4 separate regions of the Mus musculus genome follow, and all the other regions are linked to region 1. The links are chromatin contacts, called in public HiCAR-type and promoter capture Hi-C maps. All regions are on one chromosome and are shown on one strand. The core of a region is the stretch at or near the end of the contact, and the rest is flanking DNA. Distances in the headings are between cores, read along the strand shown.

Evidence for each region. Promoter capture Hi-C pulls out the DNA fragments that hold promoters and counts their contacts. HiCAR-type assays count read pairs that join an accessible place to other places.
Region 2: a promoter capture Hi-C map of pre-B cells shows a contact between it and region 1, with 2.9 times the contacts expected there. The contact joins the promoter of Slc25a25 here to the promoter of Zbtb34 in region 1. A contact is called at or near these places in 2 of 39 promoter capture datasets (liver and pre-B cells).
Region 3: a promoter capture Hi-C map of pre-B cells shows a contact between it and region 1, with 5 times the contacts expected there. The contact joins the promoter of Ptrh1 here to the promoter of Zbtb34 in region 1. A contact is called at or near these places in 9 of 39 promoter capture datasets (the 3T3-L1 cell line, 3T3-L1-derived adipocytes, cranial neural crest and 4 more), 1 of 115 datasets of contacts at active chromatin or transcription factors (pancreatic cancer cells) and 1 of 9 other capture datasets (pancreatic islet).
Region 4: a HiCAR-type map of astrocytes shows a contact between it and region 1, with 2.0 times the contacts expected there. The contact joins the enhancer-like site here to the promoter of Zbtb34 in region 1. A contact is called at or near these places in 1 of 15 datasets of contacts at CTCF or cohesin (embryonic stem cells), 3 of 115 datasets of contacts at active chromatin or transcription factors (astrocytes, extraembryonic endoderm stem cells and microglia) and 1 of 9 other capture datasets (embryonic stem cells).

Annotation. Positions count from the first base shown.
Region 1 is chr2:33,429,924-33,432,787 of GRCm38.p6, forward strand. It overlaps Zbtb34 (zinc finger and BTB domain containing 34), which reads right to left and starts at 1,401. Exons shown (of 3, transcript NM_001085507.1): 1 at 1,308-1,401.
Region 2 is chr2:32,449,951-32,452,814 of GRCm38.p6, forward strand. It overlaps Slc25a25 (solute carrier family 25 (mitochondrial carrier, phosphate carrier), member 25), which reads right to left and starts at 1,520. Exons shown (of 10, transcript NM_001164357.1): 1 at 1,117-1,520. The coding sequence starts at 1,374. It overlaps Naif1 (nuclear apoptosis inducing factor 1), which reads left to right and starts at 507. Exons shown (of 2, transcript NM_194335.2): 1 at 507-2,864. The coding sequence starts at 2,489.
Region 3 is chr2:32,774,310-32,777,173 of GRCm38.p6, forward strand. Ptrh1 (peptidyl-tRNA hydrolase 1 homolog) reads left to right here and starts at 1,512. Exons shown (of 5, transcript NM_178595.3): 1 at 1,512-1,586; 2 at 1,995-2,214; 3 at 2,398-2,497; 4 at 2,674-2,719; 5 at 2,813-2,864. The coding sequence starts at 1,521. It overlaps Ttc16 (tetratricopeptide repeat domain 16), which reads right to left and starts at 1,324. Exons shown (of 15, transcript NM_177384.3): 1 at 1,022-1,324; 2 at 739-786; 3 at 82-248. The coding sequence starts at 1,039.
Region 4 is chr2:32,913,605-32,916,468 of GRCm38.p6, forward strand. The region is part of intron 5 of Niban2 (niban apoptosis regulator 2); the gene reads left to right. Among named protein-coding and RNA genes, the nearest start is that of Gm13523, 32 kb to the left of the region's middle. Within about 2 kb of position 1,452, at least 154 of the 459 cell types and tissues checked have an H3K27ac peak or open chromatin away from gene starts, as enhancers often do. A contact at or near this core is called in astrocytes, where this site is marked.

The DNA.
Region 1 (2,864 bases), core at 151-2,650:
CTCCTCTCCCATCTTACCCCTCCTCGGCCAGGAAGCTGCACTAATCACTAACTCCATAGGATCCTTTTTTCCCTATCTGAATCCTACTCCCCTTTAACACACAGTTCAAGTACCACCCTTCGCTGACCTATACCTCTCCTGCTGAATTCCACGGGACGTGGCCTTGTGTCACAGACATCACCTAGTCACAGGCAATGTCTGAACACCCACTGTAAAGCCTTGGAGACTCACTGTACCTTCAACTCCTTTCGTCCACCACTCAACTGCATTTTGACTTTTACTAAGCAAGCACTCTACTATTTTTTTTAAACTTCCTACACTAAGTTTGGCGTTAGCATAAAGGAAGGATGGGGGAGGGTGAAACCTCTGGAGTCAGAGACCAACTAAGAAGCTGTTGCAATAATCCAGATGTGAAGCAAAAACAGCCTAGACTAGGGAACAAAGAGAGAATGGGCAAATACGGACAGCAAAATGTTTGCATGCAAAACGCTCCACGGGAAAACTACGGACGGCAGCAAGGAACGATGAAGGATCAGTAAAGCTATTTCCAAGAAAACCCTTCTGGGAATCATTTTAAACCTCCCCGAGGCAAAGTGCACGAAGTGGTTAAAAAGTCTACATCTGGAGTGGAGGGGGAGACATCGGTAGAACTGCCCAGCGTGTTGAACCAGGCATAGACCTTGCAATGTCAGATATTCACAGCATGAGAGGTCTGTAGGGAGTTCATCTAAACTCTCAGTTCTTACATGGAGAAACTGAGGCCCAGCATGGAATGGGAAAGACTTGCTGAAAACCTCAAGATGGGGCGTCCCAGAATTGAGTAGCCCCCTAACAGTCACCTGGCCTAGGCGAGCAGTATTTTAACACGCCCCCTCCCCAGTCCGTCCTCAGCCCTGCGCCAGTGGCCACGCAGACCACCCAGGCCAAGCTTAACACGCGCCGCCTGTTTACCTGGCACACGGCGATGGCCAGAGGCAGCGGCTCCTGGGCAGCCTCCCGCTGACCCCCGCAAACCGGGCCTGGCTCTCCGGGGACAACGGTCACTAAGACCCCTCGGTACGGGAGGGAGAGCGAGCCGCCCGGGGCGGAGGCTGGAGGGGTGCAGGGCAGCTGCCCCGGGTCGCCACCCCTCGGGGCCAAGCGCCTGGCCTCCGGCAGGTGCCCGGGCCTCAAGACCCCGCCCGGCCGGCCCCGACACTGACCAGGCAGCCTCTCCCCCGTCCCGCCGCGCTCACGGGGGAGGTCGGACAGCCGCCCCACGGGTCGCCCCGACCCTGCCGCCTCTGCCCGCAGCCCGCCAGCCTCACCTGGGCCGCGCGCCGCGTTCACATCGCCCGCCCGCGGCGCCCCCTCCGCCGCCGCCGCCGCCGGCGCCAGGCCCTTCCCCGCCGCTCCCGCTGCCGCCCCTGCCCGCGCCCCCCGCCCCCGGAAGCGCTTCCAGGCCCCGCCCCCTCGGCGCCCGCGCTTCCGGGCAGGCGCGGACCCGGGCGGGTGTCGATATGGCCGGACTTCTCGCGGCGGGCCGGTCGGAATCCCAGCTCCTGGCTAGTGCTGCAGGCCGACCAGTAGACGGGCGGGTAGCTGAACAGCAACCCGGGTTTGGAGCCTGAAATCCCGACTCTGCGGCCCGTGGCCTTCCGCCCGCCTTCTCCTTGGCTCCACCTGCTGGCCGGAGCAGGACTCGACCGTGTGCACCCGGACCCTAAGCCTGTGGAAAGCCCCACACCTACGACCTGCTAAGCCATGCTTTTTAAGTTCTTTATTTCTATTTTTATTATTTTAGGGTCTTGCCTTGAGACAAGGTCTTAAAAAACAGAATTCCACTATATATATAAGGTTGGCCTTCAACTCAAACAGATCTGTGTACCCAGGATTACACTACAAGTGTGAGTCCCCATGCCCAACTACCTGGGCAGCTTTTCTCTTCTGCAAAAAGAAGGCTATCTGGCTTTAAAACAAGATCCCAGCCGGGCAGTGGTGGCACACGCCTTTAATCCCAGCACTTGGGAAGCAGAGGCAGGCAGATTTCTGAGTTCAAGGCCAGCCTGGTCTACAGAGTGAGTTCCAGGACAGCCAGGTCTATAGAAAAACCCTGTCTCGAAAAACCAAATAATAATAATACAAGAACCCACAGGCTGGAGAGATGGCTCAGCAGTTAAGACTGCTGACTGGGATAGCATTTGAAATGTAAATGAAGACAATATCTAATTTAAAAAGACAGCTGACTGTTTAGGTTCAATTCTCAGCACCACATGTCAGGCCTCAATCTGTCTATAACTCCTGTTTTAGAGATCCAACGCCCTTTTCTGGCCTCTCCCAACACTAAGCATGTACGTGGTACCCACACATACATGGAGACAAAACACCCAGCACATACAATAAAAAGGAACAGCTAAAAAGAAGAAGAAAAAGCAAAACAAAACAGACTACCTCGGGCAGGAAGTCTGGGCTTGTTCACAATGTCCACAGCAATGAGATTCTGTTTCCCTGTGAACCCAGCCTGGGGGCTCATCTTTTTTTTTTTTTTTTTTTTTTTTTGTTTTTCGAGACAGGGTTTCTCTGTGTAGCTCTGCTGTCCTGGAACTCACTCTGTAGACCAGGCTGGCCTCGAACTCAGAAATCCACCTGCCTCTGCCTCCCGAGTGCTGGGATTAAAGGCGTGCGTCACCACACCCGGCTGGGGCTCATCATTTTAACTGATTCTTATTGAATGTGTGGGTAACAATCTGGTTTCTCGACGGTGACAGTGCTTGCATGTGTTAAGGACAATGGAGTCTAAAATGTTAAGGATTTGGCCTTCCTGCCAAATGTCTTAAAGGACTGACCATCTATCTACCCTTACTATTTCATACCAGACCACTTGG
Region 2 (2,864 bases), core at 270-2,769, 980 kb before region 1:
AGTTAAAGTCAAACTGAAAAACCAACATGAAACAGAAAGGGAAGAAAAAGCCACTGCTCAGGGCTTCTTGTGCAGGAAGGATAGTAGTTCTGTTTCTTGCAGACCCAGAAATGGCCATTTCTCCACCCCTGTCTCCCAGTCTTGGCCCATCCCTTTCCAGCCAACAAATATCCTTAGATGTATCTAACTTTCATTTTTTGAAAAAAGTTCCAATTGAGCGATGGTGGCAAAGGCCTTTAATCCCGGCGCACTCAGGAGGCAGAGGCAGGTGGATCTCTGATTCCGAGGCCAGCCTGGTCTACAGAGGGCGTTCCAGGGCAGCCAGGACTACATTGAGAAACACTGTCTAGAAAAAAAAAATCCCCAAAACCAACCGAACAAACAAAAAAAGAATCTTTCTTCAGATTCTTTAACATATTCGCACTCCAATTCGACAAAGGGATCATGACCCAGTGTTCTGAAACAGCAGTGGGGGGCTGGGTCTAAGCCATGAGAAAGAACTGTTCAGTCTTCATCACCCACATCCACACTGATCTGCCTAGAACCCCAGTTCCCATTTTTTTCTTCCCCAACACCCACATGTCTCTGTGAGCAACCAGATTAGAGGCACCGGTGGCATGGAAACGAGAGTGGGGGGAGAAGAGCGAGCGAGCGAGAGACAGACAGACAGACAAGGGGTGCCAATGAGAATGGGTGGATAGGAACCTAGGTGTTGAGGGAGGATGGGCACCAACTTGGCCTTGAGGTCCGTAGGGCAATCTTGAGATCTATCTGTCCTTCTATCTAGAGGGAAGTAGAGGGGGCTTTCTGTCCATCAAAGAGACCCAAGGGTGCCCATCTGTAGCCACGACGAGCTTTTCTCACGGCCCCATCTCCCACCTGAGGAGCCCCACACTAACAAGGTGTGAATTTCCTTTCCATCTGTCAGTGGAGGGACACTATCCCCCCCAACACCAGGGGTTCCGCTCAGCTCTAGCAGCGTCCGTCGAAACCTGACAGGCTACAGAAAGCAGCCCGAGAAGTCCTGCGGTCCCGACCCGTCCCCTTGGCGTCGGTCTCTCTCCTCAAGACCTCCCGGATCCTCCCCGCCCGCGCGGACGGCGCACGCAGACTTACCCGGAGCTCGCCCTCCGTGCGGTGCAGTCCCAGGCGCCGCAGCCCCACCGCCAGGTCGTTGACACACAGGCCGCCGTCGCGGTTGACGTCGAGTGTCTGGAAGAGGCTCCACAGGCGTAGCTGGTGGTCCGGGCCGCCACAGACGGCGCCGCCGCACGGGTCCCCTACAGAAGCCGGCGACGAGGCGGACGACGAGGCGGTGGCGGCGGCGTCCGGCGGCGGGGAGGCCACGCAGCGGCACAACACACTGCTCACCATCGGGCGCGAGGCGGGGGCGCCGGACGCCGGGCTGAAGGCGGCAGGAGAGCGACCCGAGCGCGGAAGCACGCCGGCTTTCCTCAGACAGCGAGCGCGGGCTCCGAGAAGCCGGCCGACTGGAGGGAGGGGCCGCTTCCGGGAGCCCCGCCCCGCGGCGCGCAGAGGCGCTGACCGCGCCCTCTGGCGCACTGCCGACCAATCATAGGCCGGTATGTCGGCTCCGGGATCAATGAGGGGGCGGAGTCACCGTGCCAGCTCGAAGGCGATTCAAACTGAGGGAGCCGGGGATTGGCTGAAGCTGGGTAATAGGCAAGCAGAAAGCCTTGTGTCCAATTCCCATTCAGAAGCTCTATTTAGACTGCGGAATGATGAGGCTGAGAGGAGCGTTGTGTAAGGAGAGATCGTAGCTAACAGTGGAAATGAAATGTATATGAGGGTAACTGTGGACTGAAGTTAGAAAACACAGCACCATTGAATAAAATGAAAATTTAACGGGCTGACGACTCGAAACCGAGAACACGAATCAAAATCAGGAGGCTAAGCTTTAGGAGTCTTCTAAACTGCCAATAAAACAACTGAATTTTACAACGTAATAGTCGCGACACGAACTGAACGACAGTCTGCTTTTCCAATGGAAGTGAATAATGTCCGTGTGGGCGGACATCCTGAAGCGACAGACAAGACTTTAGACCAATGACCAGGCCAGTTCTAGCAAAGAGGTGTGTCCTCTAGGAGGAATGGCAGGCCTGGAGAGCCAGTGATCGGCCAGATATTTGAGCCACGCCAAACCTGGAGGGCGGGGCTTCTCAGGGATGTGCCGAGGGGCGGGAAGAAGGGAAGTGGGCGGATCTCCGCACACCCCAGCGGAAGAGGCAGATTCAGGAAGCCATTACGCAGCTGGCTGGCGGCGGTCGGGCCGGTCAGGGCTGGGCCCTACGCACTTTGCGTAGCGAGGGGGGTTACTTAAGGCCTGGTACTTGGCCTTGAACAAGCCCTGCCTGTCCCCCTAAAGGGGGTGGGAGTGAAAGAGAGGCGAGGCTGAGGAAGAAGAGAAGAGAAATTGGGGCTGTTAAGAGCATTATAATTTCTTTAAAAAGAGAGGAAAGGGGAGGCCATGGCTGTCCCAGCCAAGAAGAGGAAGATGAACTTTTCAGAGCGGGAAGTGGAGATCATCGTGGAGGAACTGGAACTGAAGAAGCACCTGCTGGTGAACCACTTCAATGCTGGGGTCCCTCTGGCTGCCAAGAGTGCAGCCTGGCATGGCATCCTGAGAAGGGTCAACGCTGTGGCCACCTGCCGTAGGGAGCTGCCCGAAGTCAAGAAGAAGTGGTCCGACCTCAAGACCGAGGTCCGTCGCAAGGTTGCCCAAGTCCGAGCTGCTGTAGAAGGTGGCGAAGCTCCAGGGCCCACAGAAGATGATGGAGCTGGTGGGCCTGGGACAGGCAGTGGCAGTGGTGGCAGTGGCACAGCCATAGCTCCTGTACTGCTGA
Region 3 (2,864 bases), core at 262-2,761, 660 kb before region 1:
AGCCAGCTTGCAGCTGAACCCAGTATTAATAATGGTTTTGTAGAGTAGGAACCTGGAGTTGGAGACAAAGAAGTCACTCACTACTCTCTGACTTTGGCAGGCACTGTTGATCCTATCATCCTTCGTTTTGTAGGATCTGTCATAACATAGAACACATGACTGGTCCCAAAGATGCGTCGCAGGATCTTCTCTGGGGCTTCAGGAACCTTTAGCTTTGGAGTTTTCTGGGAACGGGCACTGTGAGGCTCCTGGAACCAAGCCAGGGGCAGTAAGCTCAGAAGGCCTCAGGAACACTTCCCCCAGGAGCTTTGCCTACTGGAAGAGGTGTGAAGAGGCCTCCTGGTAGAAGGCACACCTAGTCTGGGGTTCAACAGTCCCCCAGGGCTCCAACATTTCTCTAGCCCTGCCTCTCTCCCTGTCCTGTGGTCAAGGTCAAGGAACCACTGCACCCTCTGCTCTCCTCTTGGGCTTTGTCTGCTCTCACCTTGTGCTCTAGCTGCTCATCGTTTTCAGACCCTGCTGCACAAGGTTCCTTGTGACTCCCGCCCTGGGATTCTCACACTCGTCAGGTCACATTGAGCAAGCACTTCACCTGACTTCTTCCCAGGGCTTCTCACCTCTGTGTGATCACCCTTCCCATAGTCACCAGAATCGGGGAACCTATGTCTCATCAGTCCTCAAGTTCTGTGTTTCACTCCTCAAAATCTCTCCACTTGGGCTGGGCACGGTAGTGCATACCTTTAATAACCCCGTTCTAGAGCTAGAGGCAGATGGAGTTCTCTGAGTCTATAAAACAAACAAACAAAACCCCAAAACGTTAAAACAACAACAACCCCCCCAAAAAATCTCTCTGCCCTCTCTCTCCCTTAGGACTGGGAGGCCAGTCACCCTTCTCCCCTACCACACTACAAATGATGACCTCTGACCTCTCCCAGTTCCCCTGAAGGGCTTGACTGGCTCTTCCTCAAGCCCTTCTTGCGGCCCCGACCTCTGCCTCAGCTTTCCCCTTCTCAGCCCTCACCTTGCTTCTGTCTGTCATGGCCAGGTTTCTAGGCTAACTTCTGGGCTAAGCATACTCTGAGGTTCCCTAGCTCCGTTGTTGCTAGGCACCAGGTCCACGATGTCCATAGGCCCCGCCCACTTGGCCCCGCCTCCGAGAGTCACTAGAAACTCAGCAAGGCAAGCCAAGGCCTAAGTCAAGGAAAGAACCTATGGGCAGTGCACGCCGACGCGGGCCAGGGTAGAAACTTAACGAGGTACCAGCCCTCGAGCAAAGGCCGAGCAAAGGCTGAGCCATACAGGGTGACGCGTCGCGGAGGAATGCACCCAGACACTCGCCCGGGCCCGCGATCCACCCACTTCCGCCCCGCAGAGACATGGCGGACGCCAAACCCAGCCTGGATTGGGCGTCGCTGGACATGTCGTGATGCTATTGGCTTAGGGATGCCTGACGTCAAGGGGCGGGGTCCTGGCTGTGAATGGGAGTCGGCACGTTGAAGTCCGGTCTTTTTAGTCCAGGGATGCGGCGGAGTTGGGCCTTGAGCCGGCAGGTTTCCGAGGCTCGGTTCCCCGGGAAGCGGTGGCTGGTGAGTGGGGCGTGGGTGGCTACACAGGGACGCGGGGCTTGGCTCCGCAGCTACGCTTACATTTAAGTGTATGCGTTGTATGCATGTGCCCTGTGGCTGTCAGAGGGCAACTTAGGAGAGGGTTCTTTCCACCATGTGGGTTCTGGGGATCGAACCCAGGTTGTCAGGGTTAGCAGCAACCTTACCTTCGGAACCATCTTTTCGGGATAGTTGTCCCTTTTTCTACTTAGTCAAATAGGCGCAATACTAACTGGCTCCAAACTTTTAGTTTTGCTCTTGCACCAGGGAGCGGCATCCTCTGGCTGGTGGGGCCTCCAGGAGTTCCCAGACCCTTAAGTGCTCCTTCCCAATACTGTCGCTTCTGTTTCCTGGTCAATGTTTTGGGTCCTGAGTGAGTGTTGCCTACAGGTGGCTGGCCTGGGGAACCACGGAATGCCCGGCACCCGGCACAGTGTGGGCATGGCGGTGCTGGGGCAAATAGCAAGGCGACTGGGAGTGGCGGAGAATTGGACTCGTGACTCGCGCTGTGCTGCTGACCTCGCCCTGGCCCCGCTCGGGGATGCTCAGCTGGTACTGCTCCGGCCGCGGCGCCTCATGAACGTCAACGGGCGCAGCGTAGCCCGAGCTGGTGAGTTGTAGGTTTCATGGATAAGAGGGCACAGGGACCAGAGAGAGGGTTCAATTGTGACAAGTGCCTGGTGAGCCCCAATTACTACAGTGAAGGCTTGGGGAAGCCTGTTTACATATGGGGGTTGTTGTGACCCCTCTGAGCAGATATGCAGTAACTAGAGTGTTGTTTCCCTGTGCCAAGCGGAGCTGTTTGGGCTGACTGCGGAGGAGATCTATCTGGTCCATGATGAACTGGACAAGCCGTTGGGAAAGCTGGCTCTGAAGCTGGGGGGCAGCGCAAGGTGAGGCTCTTATGTGCGTAGGTTTGGGTAGGGATGCTGGCCTCTGTTGGAGTGGAGTAAGATTGTTGAGACTATCTATCTCGATAGGCTGGGCTGCTCTGAAGAAGGCCTGGGCAAGGGAATGGAGGAAGGGCACTGCCTCAGAAAGTACTAACTGCTCTTCATATCCCCTCAAGGGGCCATAATGGAGTCCGTTCCTGCATTAGCTGTCTGAACTCCAATGTGAGTCTACCCTTCTGCCCTGCCCTGGGTGGGGGTGGCTAGCATTGACATTGTATCTCACCAATGCATCCTCATTCCCCTGGGACCCTACAGGCAATGCCAAGGCTGCTGGTGGGCATCGGGCGCCCCACACACCCTAATATGG
Region 4 (2,864 bases), core at 202-2,701, 520 kb before region 1:
TTTACACATAGTAATCTGGAAAGGCTCCTCTCTCCTCCCCTCATTTGTAAACCTACGCTCTGACCCTTCGGCTCACTCATGCGTTCCACTAACATTTATGGCCTCTATTCTGAGCTGATGAAGGAAGAGCAAGGCACGCACCCTACCCCATACAGCCAGCTGTGTGATGGAGAGACAGATGGGGCACAGATGAGCGGCCAGGATGGTGTTCTTTTTTTTTTTTTTTTTTTGGTTTTTCGAGACAGGGTTTCTCTGTGTAGCCCTGGCTGTCCTGGAACTCACTCTGTAGACCAGGCTGGCCTCAAACTCAGAAATCCACGGGCCTCTGCCTTCCGAGTGCTGGGACTAAAGGCGTGCGCCACCACGCCCTGCTCAGGATGGTGTTCTTTGTGCTGGGCACTGGGGGATGTGTTGGGGGAGGTGCTGCCCTGAATGGAGGGAGGAGGTGATGGGGTAGGCTCCACCTGTGGAGGTGATGGATAGGCAAGGTTGGGCAAGTGCTCCCCGAAAGAGGCTGTGGCCCCCATAAAGGGTGGCTGGGAACAGAGACAATACTGTGTGTGTGTGTGTGTGTGTGTGTGTGTGAGAGAGAGAGAGAGAGAGAGAGAGAGAGAGAACACAACAGAGACAGACAGAGAGAGACGAAGTGAGGCTGGAGGGGAGCCATCAGGCCAGGTCTGGAAGGGCCTTCTAGAGTTCTGAGGAATTATAAACGTTTAGGCTTGTCCCCCAGTGTGAGGTAGTAGTGAAGGCCTTTCTGCCCTGTCCTGCTGATGTGGTCCCAGAGGCAGAGGGAGGCCCAGAGCGGCTTTACCTTGCTCTCAGGCACAGCTCTACCTCGTAGTGAGGGGAGCGTGGGCACCTGACTGAACCCAGTTCACCCCACCTCTCTACAGAGGCCTCCACCCTCTGGCATCTGTCCACTGGGAGGCAACCGGCTCTTCAGCCAGGCCAAGCCCTGCCACCTGGGCTGGGCCCTGCCCTGCTGCCCACAAAGAGCTCCTGTTCCCAGGTCCCTGGGGCTGTGGCTCTGGCTCAGGCTCTGGCTGCCTGGCCTGGGACACCCTCCTTCCTTGCTGGCCCATGAGTCCTCTGAAAGTTCCCAGGGCTGCTGGCTTACCTGCTGTGACCGAGTAGGGGACCCTAGGTCAGGTAGGGGAAGGGTGAGGACAGGACTGAGTAGGAAGGGGACACTGTTCAGTTCCCCGTGGGATATTACAGTAGGGACTGGGAATATTGGTGTGTGTGGGGGGGGGATGAGCTGGCTCAGAGCTGTGAGCCTCCAGTCTGGCACACAGCAAGCTGGAAGGTTCTGTGTGTCCTGGGCTGGAGTGGACACATAAAAGACTGTGACAGAAAGTCCCACCCCCAGGCCAGCTCTCTTTACCCCCTGCAGGAACTGACAAGGCCAGTTCCAGGCATGGCCCTTCCCTCCAACCCAGGACTGTGAGAAAGTTCTCTGCTTCCTCCCCTGTTGAGACTGGGCCTGGAATTCATGGGGCCTGGAATTGCTCAGTCCTGGCCCTGCCAGGAAGTGGGGGTGGATGGGTCAGGGAAGGAGGCCAAGGTGGGTGGCGGCTAGCCTGGCTAGGGCCCCCTTCACACGCTGCATTCCTGGAGCAGTGGGGGTGTCAGGAGGCAGCAGGGCACTCACTTTTGTCCTAGGCCTGGTGTCCATGTCCTGCTCCGGCTTGGGCTCTGCCTAGACTAAGGAGGTCCTGGGTTCCAGCCCCATTTAACTAGCCCCCACCCCCAGCCATGTGCTTGAAAGTCAGTGGCTTTGCCCATCCTAGTCTCGATTTGAGACAGTTTTTTTTAAATTATTTTTTGAAGATGTATTAATTTATGTATATGAATATACTGTTGCTGTCCTCAGACACACCAAAAGAGGGCACTGGATCCCATACAGATGGTTGTGAGCCACCATGTGGTTGCTGGGAATTGAACTCACCTTTGGAAGAGCAGTCAGTGCTCCTAACCGCTGAGCCGTCTTTCCAAATGTCCTGATATTTGTGACAGTCTTGATACTTAACCTGGGCTGGCCTTGAACTTGCTGTATTCCTCCTGCCTTGACTCCCCCCCCACCTCCCTCAGTGCAGGCATGATACACATCACCACCAGACACACTGCACACGTGCTAGAACCTCAGTTTCTTTGAAGCTGAGACTAGCCCCCACTCCATCCCATTCCCCCTCCTTTAAGGATGAAATGGGCTGATGCAAGTGAAGTTTCAGGCTGGGCCTGGGTGGCTTACACAACAGAAATGTGCTTTCTTCTAGTCCAGTAGACTGGAGAGGACCAGGTTGGTGTCTGTAGCAGGCTCATTCCTCTGCTGAACACACTGGTTTTTCTTTTTTCCTTTTTTCTGAGGCAGAGTCTTGTCCAGGCTGGCCTCAAACTTCTATGTTCAGAGTGATCATTCTGCCTCAGATCTCTGTCAACTCAACGCCAAGACTACATAGTGAGTCTGCTTCCAGTAGACCATCCATCCCCTCCTTTCTGGGAGAGGTGTGATGGCTCAGATGGGAGCAGCATGGTGAGTTCCAGGCCATTCTGGGCTAAGGCTGTCTCAAAAGCAAGCGAGGGAGCAAGGGAGCGAGGGAGTGAGGGAGTGAGGGAGCGAGGGAGCGAGCACAGGGCAGCCTCGGTGAATGAAGTTTTGCTGTGAAGCCGGAGGGTCTGAGTCTGGATCCCTAACAGCCACATCAAAGTCCGACGCAGACGCCAGGGGCTCCCTGGCCAGCCAGCCCAGCTGACACGGACTCCAGGTTCAGTGAGAGCCTCTGTCTAAAAACATAAGGTGGAGGGGCTGAGACAGCTCTGTGGTTATGAGCACTGGCTGCCTTCCAGAGGGCCTGGGTTCG